Linked DNA regions of Anas platyrhynchos: region 1 is linked to region 2. A link is a contact called in public Hi-C data. All regions are on one chromosome and are shown on one strand. The core of a region is the stretch at or near the end of the contact, and the rest is flanking DNA. Distances in the headings are between cores, read along the strand shown. Region 1 overlaps FAXC (failed axon connections homolog, metaxin like GST domain containing). Region 2 has its middle 83 kb from the start of MCHR2.

Region 1 (6,750 bases), core at 2,841-5,340, 260 kb after region 2:
GTCATACTGATCCAGCACAACAGGTTGTGGAGAAACCTGGTGAGGGTAAAAGCTGTCAGAAACAAAGCAGGTGCATTTCTGGTCCTTGCTGTTCATGCATTTGCACCAACGACTGCATGGGCCTCACTGTTACTGGCTTTAATGAAATCAGTTTGAGCAGAAGACATTGTCTGCAGGGGACAGCTTTTAGTAGAATTGAAATGCCTTTCATCCTTTCTGAGAGCATTGCAAATTTGAGCTTTAAGTGGATTTTTTTTTTCAGCTCTTATGCCAAATATGCTCCTTCTACCCCATGTTATTAGTAATTCAAATAAGGAATTTGTGAAAATGTAAAGATTGGAGCATTTTTCATTGTGCAAAAGTAGTTTTTCCCTGATGGTAGTGCTGAATTCACCTTCTGGTCATGGTATACTGGAGGTTGATAAAGCATGCAAGTTTAAAAAAAAGAAGTGGGAGTATTCCAGGAGATGCCTCTCTTTTTTTTCTTATACTTTGAATTAGCTGATCCATATAGGCACTAAGGAGATTACAGGCAAGTAGAAATATGTAGAATTCTACTGAAGTCATATTCTGAACTTAAAAAAAAAAAAAGAGCTCCAATCATAGTGGAAATGGAAACATTTAATTATTAAACACTATTTAATATTTTACATATGTGAACTTGCAACTTCTGATATTCCAGCTTTTCTATCTAGCTTCATTAGTTTATCATATCTCATGAGTGTTTTTTTCATACCATCTGAAATACATAAGCCTACTTTTTAAAATTTTTCAGTTCGGAAATTTGTAAAAAATATAATGGAACATGGCTATAAATTCCCAATATTTCTGAGACCCTGTTGTTGGCTTCAAACATTTGTCATGTATGCTTTGAGATGTCTTTAGCCCATCTTTCAGTACCCTTTGAACTTCTGTCACAAGTCATGTGGTCTCTTGTTTCTTCAGAAAGTCTTGTGTCAGAAGGTGCTGTGCATTAGAAAAGTCAAAGTAGCAACAGCAACAAATGACTTTCTTTGCCTATAGTATTAATAAAGCACAAAAAATATTGTGGGAAACGAAACATATAGCTGGTAAGACAAATTTTGATGAAAAGACCTTTTGAAGTAATGCATTTGCCATTTAATAAAGCTGCAGTGCAGCCTGAGACACAGCAGAAGCCTTTAGAAGTGTGTCTCATACAAGATCAACATCTTCGTTAGGGGAAGGAAAAATGCCGGAAAAAAATAACCTGAGAGCGACCACCTTTTCAGTTTCCTTTTTTTTTTTTTTTTTTGTAAAGGTGGTGTCATTGCTAATCTCTGAAGAGAGCAGAGATCTTTATGAGAAATCATAAAGTATTTTTGTTGGTGCAAAGCTACTGCTTGGCTAAATTCTAGCAGTATAGAAAGCAAGGAGAACAGGTTGGTGGGAGGAGAGGTTGGTTTCTCAGTTTTTCTTTGTTTTCCCTAGGCCTGTGCAGTTGGTCAGCTTTGGCTAATAAACCCTTTTGGCACCCCGAGGTGCACCAAGGTCTGCTTTCATGGGGCACTAGCTCTGCATCGGGGCAGAGAGCATCTAGTATTAAAACAATCTGACCTTTGTGGGAGCTGTTGCAGGGTGACGACTCTTACAACTTGCTTTGTGCATCCTTCCAGGACCCTGGCGTATTGCCAGTGGGTGGAAAACCTTCATGAGACGCAGAAGATGATTTCAGTGTACGGCCCCCTCAGTGACCTGCTGAAGTGGATTCTCTGCCACCTGACCAAGGGGATCGTGAAGCGGGAGATGTACGGCCACGGCATCGGCCGCTTCTCGGAGGAGGAGATGTACACGCTGATGGAGAAGGACATGCGGACTCTAGCGAGCCTCCTGGGTAACGTACAGCAAACGATTCGCCTTCTGCTTGAGCACAGCCCGCGGGGTGAGGTCACCCATGTGTGGCAGCCTGCTCGCACCCACAGATGAGCTTGCTTCTGTCAGTAGGTGGAGGCCATGCTGCCCTCAGCGCCACCTTCACTCCCAAGGGGACGGGGCTTCTTTCCTCGCTGTTTGTCACCAAATTGCTTCTCTAGAGGAGTAGGCAGGTTGCTTCTCTGTGCATCGTCTGTATCTAAAGGAGCAGAATGTGGCCTGTGGCTTTGGATGAACGCTTTGTTGTGTGAATTCAGGACATCGTAGTGTTCATTTTGTCAAACGTAACCTCTTACTTATTTTGGGGAATCTCTTTTCCTAGTGGGACTCGTTACCATGTGATAGATTATTGTGAGGCTGCCATTCGAAAGTCCTTTGCAGGTGGTACATTGGTGAGCCGGACTTTGCTGTATTTGGTTGGTGTGAGCAGCTTTATTCAAAGCTGTAGGTAGGAGGTGGTTTGTCAAAATGGATGGGTTCAGGTGTGCTGGTTGTCATGGGTGGATGCTGTGCACAGGTAGTCTTAAGGTTGCCCTCACTCAGCTAGAACCACAGGAGCCTCATTTCAGTTGTGTAGCTCAGGCTGAAGTCTGAACTGGAGCTGTCTGCACTGAGCTTCTGGGCTGCAATCTGCTGAGAGCTGATTGCGTTGTGATCCCCGTTATGGTCCTCTGGAGAAGCTGAGCAGCAGGTGGCCCTGCTGGGAGGAACTTCTTCAGCCGAAACCTTTTCCTGGTATAGCTGTTACCATGTTTGCCTCTCTGTAATTGCTTTTGGGTCTGTTCCTGGATTTATTTGTATCGTTTTGACTCTGGAGCCTATAGTGATGCTCAAGTTCATAGTTTGGAGTTCAGCTGGGTCTCTGAATCATCCAGTCGGGTCTCTACGAATGGGTTGCTGTCCTGAGGCATCTCACTTCTGGTTGAAGCGGGTCTTTCCAAAAGGCATCCAGCTTTAATCAGAAGATTTCAGGAGGTGGAAATGCCACTGTGTTCATCAGTAATTGGTGGCAGGTGTTGATCATCACCAAAAGCTGTCCAGTTTCAGTTCAGAGCTTGCCCGGTCTCAGCCTTCAGGCAGCCTCTCCTTGTGAAGATAAATGCTGTAATCAAACCATTAATCTCGCTTTTGGTTTTGATGGGAAAAATGGCTGAAAATCCTCAAGCTTCTCTCTAAGGTGTTTTCTTCAAATCTTGCAAAAAAATGTGCCTTTTTTTTCCCCTCTGCATTCTCTCCGCCTCCCACACTCTCTGGACAGACCTCCCCGCGGCTCCTACACCTCCGCATGTGCCTGCATGCTGCGTGCTGCTCGTGGCCCCGTTTGCCAGCCCTGCGACTGCCCTTCGTTTTTTTGCCACCACGCTGCTTTCTTTTTGCGTGGTGCATGTGCTCCCAGCAGGGCCTTGCCGCCCAGTTCCAGGTTATTGATGGGAACATCGTGTCTGCCTGGGTTTTGTACAGCCTCCATGGGCACCCGCTATGTTATTGTTACTTTACTACATTATCAGCTGAATATTGTACTTTTTTTTTTCCCCATTAGTCAGTCAGATTAGTCAGTGTACAGTCATTATATTTGACCTTTGGATTATCTGGATAACCGTGGCCGAGCTGGGGAGAGTTAGCTCTGTTTTGCTACCACATCTGGCTTGCTGTAGGAAGTTACCATTATTCCTTATTCCTGAGCACTGCTTTGCTACGTTGTAGTACAGGGGGATAGCAGATTATGTTGTGCTGTACTTCAGAATTTGCTGTATTTCACCGCTGGACAGTTTTTCTAAGCTCGCTCAATAACCCTAACATTTAATAACCTGCTGAATTACAGGCAGCTTGTGTTGTACAAGGGAAGAATGTCCTGGGGAGATGGGATAACTGGATTTGGAAAATTCAATTATGGGCAGCATTTCACACTTTATAGCACATTGGGCCAAGGCAGGGCCAAGGCAGCCATCTAACCTGACCCCCTGAAATGCCTCATGTCTCACTTGTGTGCCCTGCTTGCTGCCTGTGCTGCGGGGCTAATGCCTGAGCTGAGGCAGCAAGCTGGTACTGGATCATCCTTTTGTGAATGGCCTCCTTGAAAGAGGATTTTCTTCCCTGTCTTAGTTAGTTGCTGTCTGTGTGTGCTCTGGTAGCTGCACAGGACCATCACGACGGCCGGGTGCCCAGAGAGGTGTGCGGAGCAGGCACATCCTTCCTGCAGACCAGGGCAGTGCCACGTGGCTGCCATTCCCCCTGCCCATGCACCAGGAGTGCCGTGGCTGTGTCCCTGCTGGTCAGAAGGCAGTGCCGGGAGGTGGGGAAGGTGTGTGTGAGGAGGGCTGGTGGTCTGTTGAGCCCGCTGTCCGTGCTGTGGCTGAGTGTGAAATACCCCGCTCTCAGTTTGTGAAGCTGCGGCGGTGGCGTGGGGAGAGCCTGCTTTGCTGTTTGCTGTCTGTGGGGCTCCTGTCTCTGAAGTGAGGATGCTCCAGGACTCCTCCTGGTGCCTTCCACAAGCGTGTCGTGTTGGGATGGAGCTGGGGGCAGTGAGTGGGAAGAGCCTCGTGGCCGTCCTTGAAGCGGTGTCGCCTGGCGAGAGGTTCTTGGCAAACTCACTCCAAGCTCCAAGCTGTTTGCTCCTGCCCACGGCTGCTTTCTCCTCTATCTGCTGTGTCCTCATATGTCTCCTGCCTCTCCTGGAGATGCAGATCTGCTCTGAGCAGTCACAGTGAGTCTTAGCGATGCATCAGTGTCAGTCTGAACAAGCTGCACAAATGGATTTCACCTACTGAGGCCTGGGATCAGCTTTTGAACCCTAATCAATAGCAAATCTCTGTCTTTGAACTAAATGATTTTCTATAAAAATTGTGTTGAGGACATAACGGGAAAAATCCAGATTTTCACTGCCATTTCCCCAGTGAAACGTTTGCTGTTGTATTTACAGGTGACAAGAAGTACATTATGGGACCAAACCTTTCCACTGTTGATGCCACCGTTTTTGGGCATCTGGCCCAGGCAATGTGGACACTACCAGGGACCAGACCAGAGAGGCTAATCAAAGGTAAGAGGTTTTAAGTGATCTCCGACAAAGGGGAAAAAAACAAAACAGAACAAAGACTCTTGGTGGCATTTGCTGTGTTTAAACTTGGAGCACCTTGTAAGGTTATTTGAAGATTGCAGGGGCACTTAACTGCATTCTAGGCTGTTCTTGCCTTTGATGTAGCACTTATATCCTGCAATGTTGGTTTTTTTTTCCTTAAAATTCTTGTTTGTTTTCACTTTAATGTTCTGCATGGTGATTGTTTCTGTTCCTGTACTTGATCTTTTCCCTGTTTAACATAGCAAAGACCAAATGCCTCTATGGAATGAATGCTGGGTAAAGTATTAGAAGCCATGAGCCAAATTTTGCTGAACTGAGGAGTTTCCACTGACAGTAGAACTGCAAGCACTGTTGTCCCAGTGCAATTAGAGCCTTTGTTGCTACTAAGGATGCTGGGCAAGGAAAAGATTCCAGTCTGGCTTTGGAGTTTCTTTGTTTTTGCATGAATTGGAAACCAACATAGCTCCTCCTCCTGCCCCAACTTCTTTTTTCCTTTGTGGAGTGGCATATGCGTGTCAAAGTCTGGTGGGAGCATCTTGGCGTCACTATGCAGAATAAAGCCACACTGTGAAAAATGGAAAGAACGAAGGATGTGAAATAGCTGTGAAAGGAATGAATCTGATCTGTAGACCTACTCTGAGCAAGAGGTACCATTAAGGCAACAGTTTGGAGGCACAGACTTGCCTATTACTAGCACTTTGAGTGGAGGAAAAAATATACTTGAGATTTTTTATGAAGGACGTAGATAGAGTCCATATAATTCTTTCTCTTGATGTCTGAGGGGACAGATAGAATTCTAAAGGGTCCATGGGTTTCAAGAAAAATGATGTTTGAACTATTTTGTATCTAAGAGAAGGGAATGGTAAATTATATAAATGCCCAAGCAGCACGGATGATTCTCTGTACACATCCAGCTACTCATGCTGTGTTACATTATGAGTGCTGGTTCCATATACTCATACATAATCCCTCTAATATGCTGTTATTTCTTTGGTCGTTGAAGTTTCCTCATAAATTCTTCTCTTTAAGCATACGTATACATATAAACATAGAGCATAACATACTTCTGTGGGCTAGGAACATCAGAGGCGAGTTGTATAAAAACCAAACCCCTGAATTTACCTTGCAGACAACGCTGCCATCTGGTGGTGCAAGCCCAAAACATCCAAATTCACGAGATTTTAATAAATAAATTAATTGTAAATGTAGCATCAAGTCCTGACTTTAGAAACCATGCTTCTGCTAAATAAGCAAGAATTTTGACATGAAAATCTTACACTAATAGTGTCTTGTCTTGATTTATTTCTGTAGATATTGTATTTAGGTTAGGTATTCTGTTACATGCATTTATGTTCATTTCAGTGTAACCTTTCTTACTGCGTATGGGTTAATAGTGTGTGTTTTAAGTTATGTGAACAGCCACTGAGAGGATTGACTGGATCTTGCCATTTTGAAACAAGGTTCAGGTACCTCTTTGGAAAGAACCTGCACAATTTATTTCCAAACTATGCTAATATGTTCCTGCATCAGCCGGTGAGTTAAAGTGTTATTGACTGGATGTATTTACTGGAGTCTGTTGTGCTGTGTTGCAGGTGAACTGATTAACCTTGCTATGTATTGTGAAAGAATAAGGAGGAAATTCTGGCCAGAGTGGCACCATGATGATGATAACACTCTGTATGAATCCGAAGAAAGCAGTGAAGCAAGCAAGACTCACTCCCCTTTGCAGGACTTCAGTTTTTATTCAAGGACAGAAACATTTGATGAGGAAGGGAACAGTATTT
Region 2 (6,602 bases), core at 3,573-6,072:
AATTCAGGATAGGGAACACACTCCTGCTAGGCTAACCCCAGGAGCACCTTGCAATTCATATTCTTGTGGTTTTAGAGATCTCTCCCTCAGTCTTGTTACACAAATACATGAGATTGGTTTAACCTTTGAATAAATTTCTTCTAATGAGCTGTTAGCACCCTATGGTTTATAATAGGGGCTGCTTGCAGATATACAGATGCAGTTGTCAAAGTCAGTTTGAAGCAGTATATTTCTTGATATCTAATATAGAGATCCACTGACACTGATTTTGTCAGCTCTACAAAATAAATGCAGAAATATAAAGTATGTAGTTTTTACTAACTGTTTTCCATGAACTGACAGCCTTCATCTGGAATATTCATTATCACGATGCTAATGCCTGTGTGATCCCATAAATAGTGTCTTTTCCTGGAAATTGTAATGGTCTCAAGTGAAATAACAATAGCAATGTGAAGCAACACAACATGATATTTTTTACTGATGAAATCAGGTGAATATTCTGTTAAATTGAATCTTCACTTTTGATCACTTTGATCTGTGTGTACTGCTTTGAAATCAGATCTAGGCTCTTTTAAGCAACCGTTGCAACAAGGAACTTTAAAATGTTTGGTATGTTTGCAGATCTACACTGTCAGAAATATACAGAAATATTACAAAGCAGCTTGTAATCTTTTTCATCAGAGATGAAACAGGACAATCAACAGTATATTTTTGATCAATAGGTATATCAAAAAACTGACCCCAGAAAAGTAAAAAAAAAGAAAAAAGAAAAAAAAAAAAAGCTATTTGAAAATGATCAAAAATTGTTGTGTTACACATCAATACATTCGATTTGTAAGCATTGTCAGCATGACCACAGTCCTCTTAATACCTTAAAAAACTGGGTGATTGCAGTCCACGTAGGGAAGATGCTGCACTCAGAAGATTCACTTACCTTCAAAACATATGTAAATTAACCTGTTTCTTCTGGAGGGATGCAGAAATAAAAATCCCTAGCTACTGTGAAAATAACTCCCTCATGGGATATCCCAGAGCCTGTAGTGAACTTGGGAGTTGCTTAAGTGGGGGCACAGGTAGCACTTGGTGTATCCTTCATACCTCACAACTTTGGGATTAGAAAACAGACTTCTGCAACAGCTCTCTTTGGATATGAGGATTGTTGTTATGTCCATCCTGCAATCCAGAGGATACTCATAAGGAAGGAGGGCAGTGTTTCACTTTCATTCATAGTTTCAGCCCCAAAGGAAATTGAAGACTTTTAAAGCAATAAGTTGCATAAAATTAGACATCTGGTGCTATTCAAAAGCCAGGAGATATCTTTATGCAATGAGACCCTGAGCATATCCGTGATCTTTCAGAGAGCCTGGCCAAGCTGGCCACAATACAGTAGGGTACCTGCAGCACTATGAGGTTCCTGTTGGTAGTCAAGTGAATAAGGCCATAAAAGCAGCAATGTTGGTCCTGTCCATTCAGACATGAAACCAATTTGTAGGAAAAGACCCTAGCTAACGTTCTACTTTCAGGACACCAAAAGAATTTGCCAAAAGGTGAAAAATGAGCTAAAGGACAAAAAACAGTGGAGCAAACCTGAAGGTTGCTGAGATAAAAAAGAAGACTGGCATCTGTCTCTTAGACAAAAGGAGGTGAAGAATGTGTGAAAGAGGCAAAAAAAGGCAAGGACAATGGCCTAAGACTATGCAGGGCAGAAGGCAGTCATGAAGATCCTATGTTCCACTTAGAATAAGAAACACAAATGCCAAATGAAAAAGGAAGCTGCCAGTTTTCTACTCCATGCAAAAATAGATTTTCAATTAAATGGTGTGTTCAACAAACCGTCTGTGTTCTTTCTGAAACAATTTACAGTTATAGTAAAATAAATTTTTAAAAAAAAAACAAAAAGACAATAGACCTTGCACCCACAGGAGTTCCAAAAAGAAGTTATGACTTTCCAGGAAAAAGTCTGCAAAATTCCTTCCCAGATTTCAAAAATACAAGTACAAGTGTCTTACATTATAACTTTTCATGCGAAGCAACAGCATATAACATTACCTCAATTTAATAATATATTTCACATTAATAATTACTTATTAATTACTTGACAATTATTCTTACTGACCTCCACTGGGAAAGGAATGGAAAAGGATGCAAAAACGGCAGTGAGCCACACCCAAGCCACAAGTTAACTGAAGCGACCACGGCATTGTTCTGTTTGAATGACATGCCTGATATCCAGAACATTCCCACTCACTGGATCTTCTCCCTTAACCTTCTTAACAATTTTGCATCTGGAACATTCTGTATTATAACAAATGGAAAGGTTTTTTTGTTTGTTTTTTTTGTTTGTTTTTTTCCTTCCTAAAGCTGTCACAGAGCTTAATGAAGCCTATTGGATAGAATCACTGCTTGGATTCAGAATTAATAAGCGCATCTCATGCTGGAAAGCTTTGTGTGTGCATTTTACTAGAGGGTATATCATTAAGCTTGTGTGTTATTCGTATAAAATGTAGGCTGACAAGAATTGCAGTGGAGGGGAGAAAGAAAAAAAAAAGTCTAGATTTATATGTAATAACTTTTTAGTGATGGCACAAAAAAAAAAAAAAAAAAAAAAAACTACAATCCTTCAGATAATAGAAATAATCCTAAAGCATATATATTCAAAATTGTTCCATAATTTTTGTTGTATTTCCTGTTTTTTGTTTTCTTCCCCTAGGACCTAAGTTACTAGTTACCATTTATTATGTCTTCCTCTTTTTAAGATAAAGACATGAAATTGTTATTCAACCTTTTAAAAGTAGTAGTAGATACCTCCCATGAGGATGAATGTTCCTTATTTTCGCAAAGGTACAACTATCCTGAACCTCTGACCAAGAATTCCCATGAGTCCAGGCAGTCCATATATTTTCTGATATCTGCATGGTCCAACTGAATTTTATTCTAAGTGTTAAACTACAGAGCAAAATACATTGTATGTATCCCACTGGTGCTGAGAGCACTGCACCTTAACAGCACGGAGCCTGCTAGGGGTGAGTTTACCCTTCTTCTCAGTAGAGTTAACGAGCACAAACAAAGTCACACAAGGATTGTGCCATGTGTGTTAGTGATGGTCTGAATGAAGCCCCAGCTGTTAGATAGAAGTCAACTATTTTTATGACCTCAGGAGTTGCCACTAACATGACTGATTAAAACCAATTAAATCAATTAGACTGGTTAAAATAGAAGTGTGAAACTGATGGTCTGCAGATTTCTCCATCCAGTCCTCTAACCCTGGGCTGGGGTGATCAAACATGTGACTAACTGGCTTCAGCCAATTTTGGAAAGTCTAGGAAGGAACTGGAGCCTGGATGGGTAGAGGTGAATGTACCTGCTAGGTATGGGCTACAGCATAGCCCATACTCCTCCACCCCTCAACACCCTCCACTCCTGCTGCAGAGCTGTGGCTGCTCTTGTAGCTGCCTTGGCCAAGAGGCAGTAGCTTTCCTGCTGTTTCCTGTGCACTGAGTACACCAGCAGTACACACATCCCTCTGCCTGTCCACAGGGAAGCATCTCCTTCACTGCTGCCTGTTGCTGTTCCCTCTCCTCCCTGTTCTCCTGGGGAGAGCAAGGAGGCTCTGAAAGGGCATCCCTTGAGAATGAAGAAGAGAACTTAGAAGACTGAAATTAGGAGGAGGAAGCAGGAAATGAGAGAATACCCAGTGCCAAGGGCAGCCAAGCTCACCATCTACCCTGTCTCCCTTCAACCTTGTTCAAACTATTGTGTGTTTTTCTACGTAATCCCACTGCCAAAATAACTAGAATCAGCCTTCCGACTAATAATGTATTTCTTGCAGGATTTCTTTGCAGGTGTAGTTATTGCCTTCTGCTTTTTTTTTTTTTTTTTTTTTTAAGCAGCTGTATAGTACATTTTTATGCAAAGGCACAGATTTTTAACATCCTTGTATAAGTGCCTACATCTAGTCATAAGCTTCATTGAGATACTATTGTTCATTCTTTTGCAGTCAGTTCATGCAAAGACAGCAGCAGACTAATAATGATGTTGGCACCACTGTGGTATGTTCTCAATGCATATTTTTAATCTAATGAATTCTATTCCACTGCCAGTTATAAGCAGTATTACATGTAGCATCTTAAAAAGCAAATAAATATTATGAAAGATACTTGTCCTCGGGATCTGTCATAATCCAGTGCTCAGTGTAGGTAGGCATATAGATCTATGATAAGCCCCTACTTTCTTTAAGATGAAAGAAAGGGAAAAGCGCCCCTGTTCAAAATGCTTGTGCTGATCTGTAAGGCAGTTTGAGCCATCTGAGCTCAAAGAGAGTAAATCTTGCTAGTGGTGTTCCAGCTGTACTGATAATTATATCCCCACTCTTCATCTAAAGCTGAGTGCCAACTAAACTTAGTGCAAGACTACTGGGGATTGAAATACACTTGAATATGTACCCTACAATGTATATACCTAGAGGAGCTTTTAAATTTTTTGCATTAAATCTTTTTGCATAAAATCATTTTGCATAAAACCTTTTGCATTAAATACTATCTTTTTGAGCAGAAAGTATGGTTCTGCATTAGTTTAGCTTCTGGGCTAGCCTTTTAGCTCCCAACTGGAAGGCCTTTTTAAAGGCTCTCCCAGGCATCCCCACTTACTGTACATCACAAAGCTGTCTCAGAGTACTTGGATGGGATTCATTCTGAATGAAAACAAATGAGAGAGTTGCCTTCCAGCAGTGACTTAGTGTGACCCTGTTGCTAAGAGGAAGCCACTCCTTGGGACCACACTGCAGCCAGTCTGAAGTAACACCCTGGAAACAATGGCATGAAGCTAGAAACCTCAGTACTGACTCATTCACCTTACAAATCTGTTGAGCCACACTGAGAAACTGCATAGGCCTAAACAAGGAAGACTATTTGTACTAAGACTAACAAATAGAAAGGCTAGTAGATGGGATGAGGTTCAACATGGCTAATTGCCAGGTCCTGCGCTTTGGTCACAACAACTCCATGCAAAGCTACAGGCTTGGGGCAGAGAGGCTGGAAAGCTGTGCAGAGGAAAAGGATCTGGGGGTGTATATTGATGCTCACCTGAACACGAGCTGCCAGTGTGCCCAGGTGGCCGAGAAGGCCAACAGCATCCTGGCTTGTATCAGGAATAGTGTAGTCAGCAGGACCAGGGAGGTGATCATCCTCCTGTACTCTGCTCTGGTGAGGCCGCACCTCAAGTACTGTGTCCAGCTTTACTACAAGGACATTGAGGCCCTGGAACATGTCATACATGTCATACATACAGATACATACATGTATGTATTTTCAAGTTGTGTATTGGAGTATTAAAGTATTGGTCTTTCCATAGAATGAGAAAGGGAAAGTCACACTTCCAGAGCTATAGCAGATTATCAATTTTCTGCTGTATCTGAGAAACCCTCACAATACTGCATTGGCCTCAATATGTCCTTATTATGGAAGCTACTGTGAAACCAAAAGGCAAAGACAAGTGATACTGGTGCATAAAGAACATTGGATAGTTTTGTGTGCCTCAGCAGTCCTGTGTTTTACAGAAGATATTAATTCATGAAAATACAGAAATACACTGAAGAGGTGAAGAAGACCAAGAGAGGCATAGTTTTATGTCAGAAGACGAAGTAGTTATTTTTTCCGTATACAAAAACATACATTTCAGGATGCCAATTCAAAAAAAAAAAAAAGTAAAGAGGAAAACGAAAATGCGAAAATGAAGGGCCTGGAAGAAAAAAAAATATATTTGCATGTAATGTTCTTATTCCTAATTAACAAAGACACCTTCACAACATCTATAAGACAGTGGGAATCGTTGAGCAGAGTGCCACAGAGCTTGGTTCATCGTGGTGCTGCAGCGAGCAGGCCAGCAGCAGATGGAGCTCTCTGCCTGCTTTTGAAATGCGTTTTTCAAGCTTCATTTTGCCTATTTGAACATTTTTTCATTCGTTTCAGTTTGCCTGATACACTGAACATTGTTAAAATGTACTTTTTTATTACAAGTTCATTAATCATTAATTAATATGGAGGAACCCCATGTATCTGTACTTATATAGTACCAATGGTTTCATGCTAAATTTTGTCCAAAGTTTAACCTAAATGACTTTGTATTTTAAAAGACTTGGTTGTTTTTTGTGTGTGTGTTTGTTTTTTGTGTTTTTTTTTTTTAATAGTTTTCAGTGAGGAGAATTTTAATTACAGTACTTGCTTGGTAATTATCAAGATCAAATGGCTTCTATCTTGTTTAAATTAATTAAAAAGAAGTCATATGTATGTTCAGTACGAGACAGCTGATAGAAGAGGTGGCAGTGTCCTTTTATGTGACAGTTTAGCCAGCATGAGTCCTGAGTTACAGGTGCACCAAAGTCTCATCAGCTGAATGTTTATCAACTGATTTACTTCCAAGCAAAATGCCTTATTTTCCCTTCTATTACATAGTACAAAGGGTCTGGAATGAGGAAGATAGGACAATATTTATCACAGTATCTGCAGATAGAACAGCATGCAGAAAAGAAGGGAATGAGTTGTGGGAGCAGGTAAGGGATAAATACAACGTAGCTTGGCTGTGATGCTCTTTACTATTGATATTTT

The links. Hi-C and Micro-C count contacts between places; a contact is called where the count stands out from the background.
Region 1: a contact with region 2 is called in a Hi-C map of liver, with 9 times the contacts expected there. The contact joins two enhancer-like sites. A contact is called at or near these places in 3 of 8 Hi-C or Micro-C datasets (F1 follicle, liver and subcutaneous adipose tissue).

Annotation. Positions count from the first base shown.
Region 1 is chr3:78,071,686-78,078,435 of IASCAAS_PekinDuck_T2T, forward strand. FAXC (failed axon connections homolog, metaxin like GST domain containing) reads left to right here. Exons shown (of 6, transcript XM_072036170.1): 4 at 1,635-1,852; 5 at 4,811-4,927; 6 at 6,559-6,750. Among named protein-coding and RNA genes, the nearest start is that of FAXC, 14 kb to the left of the region's middle. Within about 2 kb of position 4,091, at least 4 of the 8 cell types and tissues checked have an H3K27ac peak or open chromatin away from gene starts, as enhancers often do.
Region 2 is chr3:77,811,824-77,818,425 of IASCAAS_PekinDuck_T2T, forward strand. No RefSeq gene overlaps it. Among named protein-coding and RNA genes, the nearest start is that of MCHR2, 83 kb to the left of the region's middle. Within about 2 kb of position 4,823, at least 2 of the 8 cell types and tissues checked have an H3K27ac peak or open chromatin away from gene starts, as enhancers often do.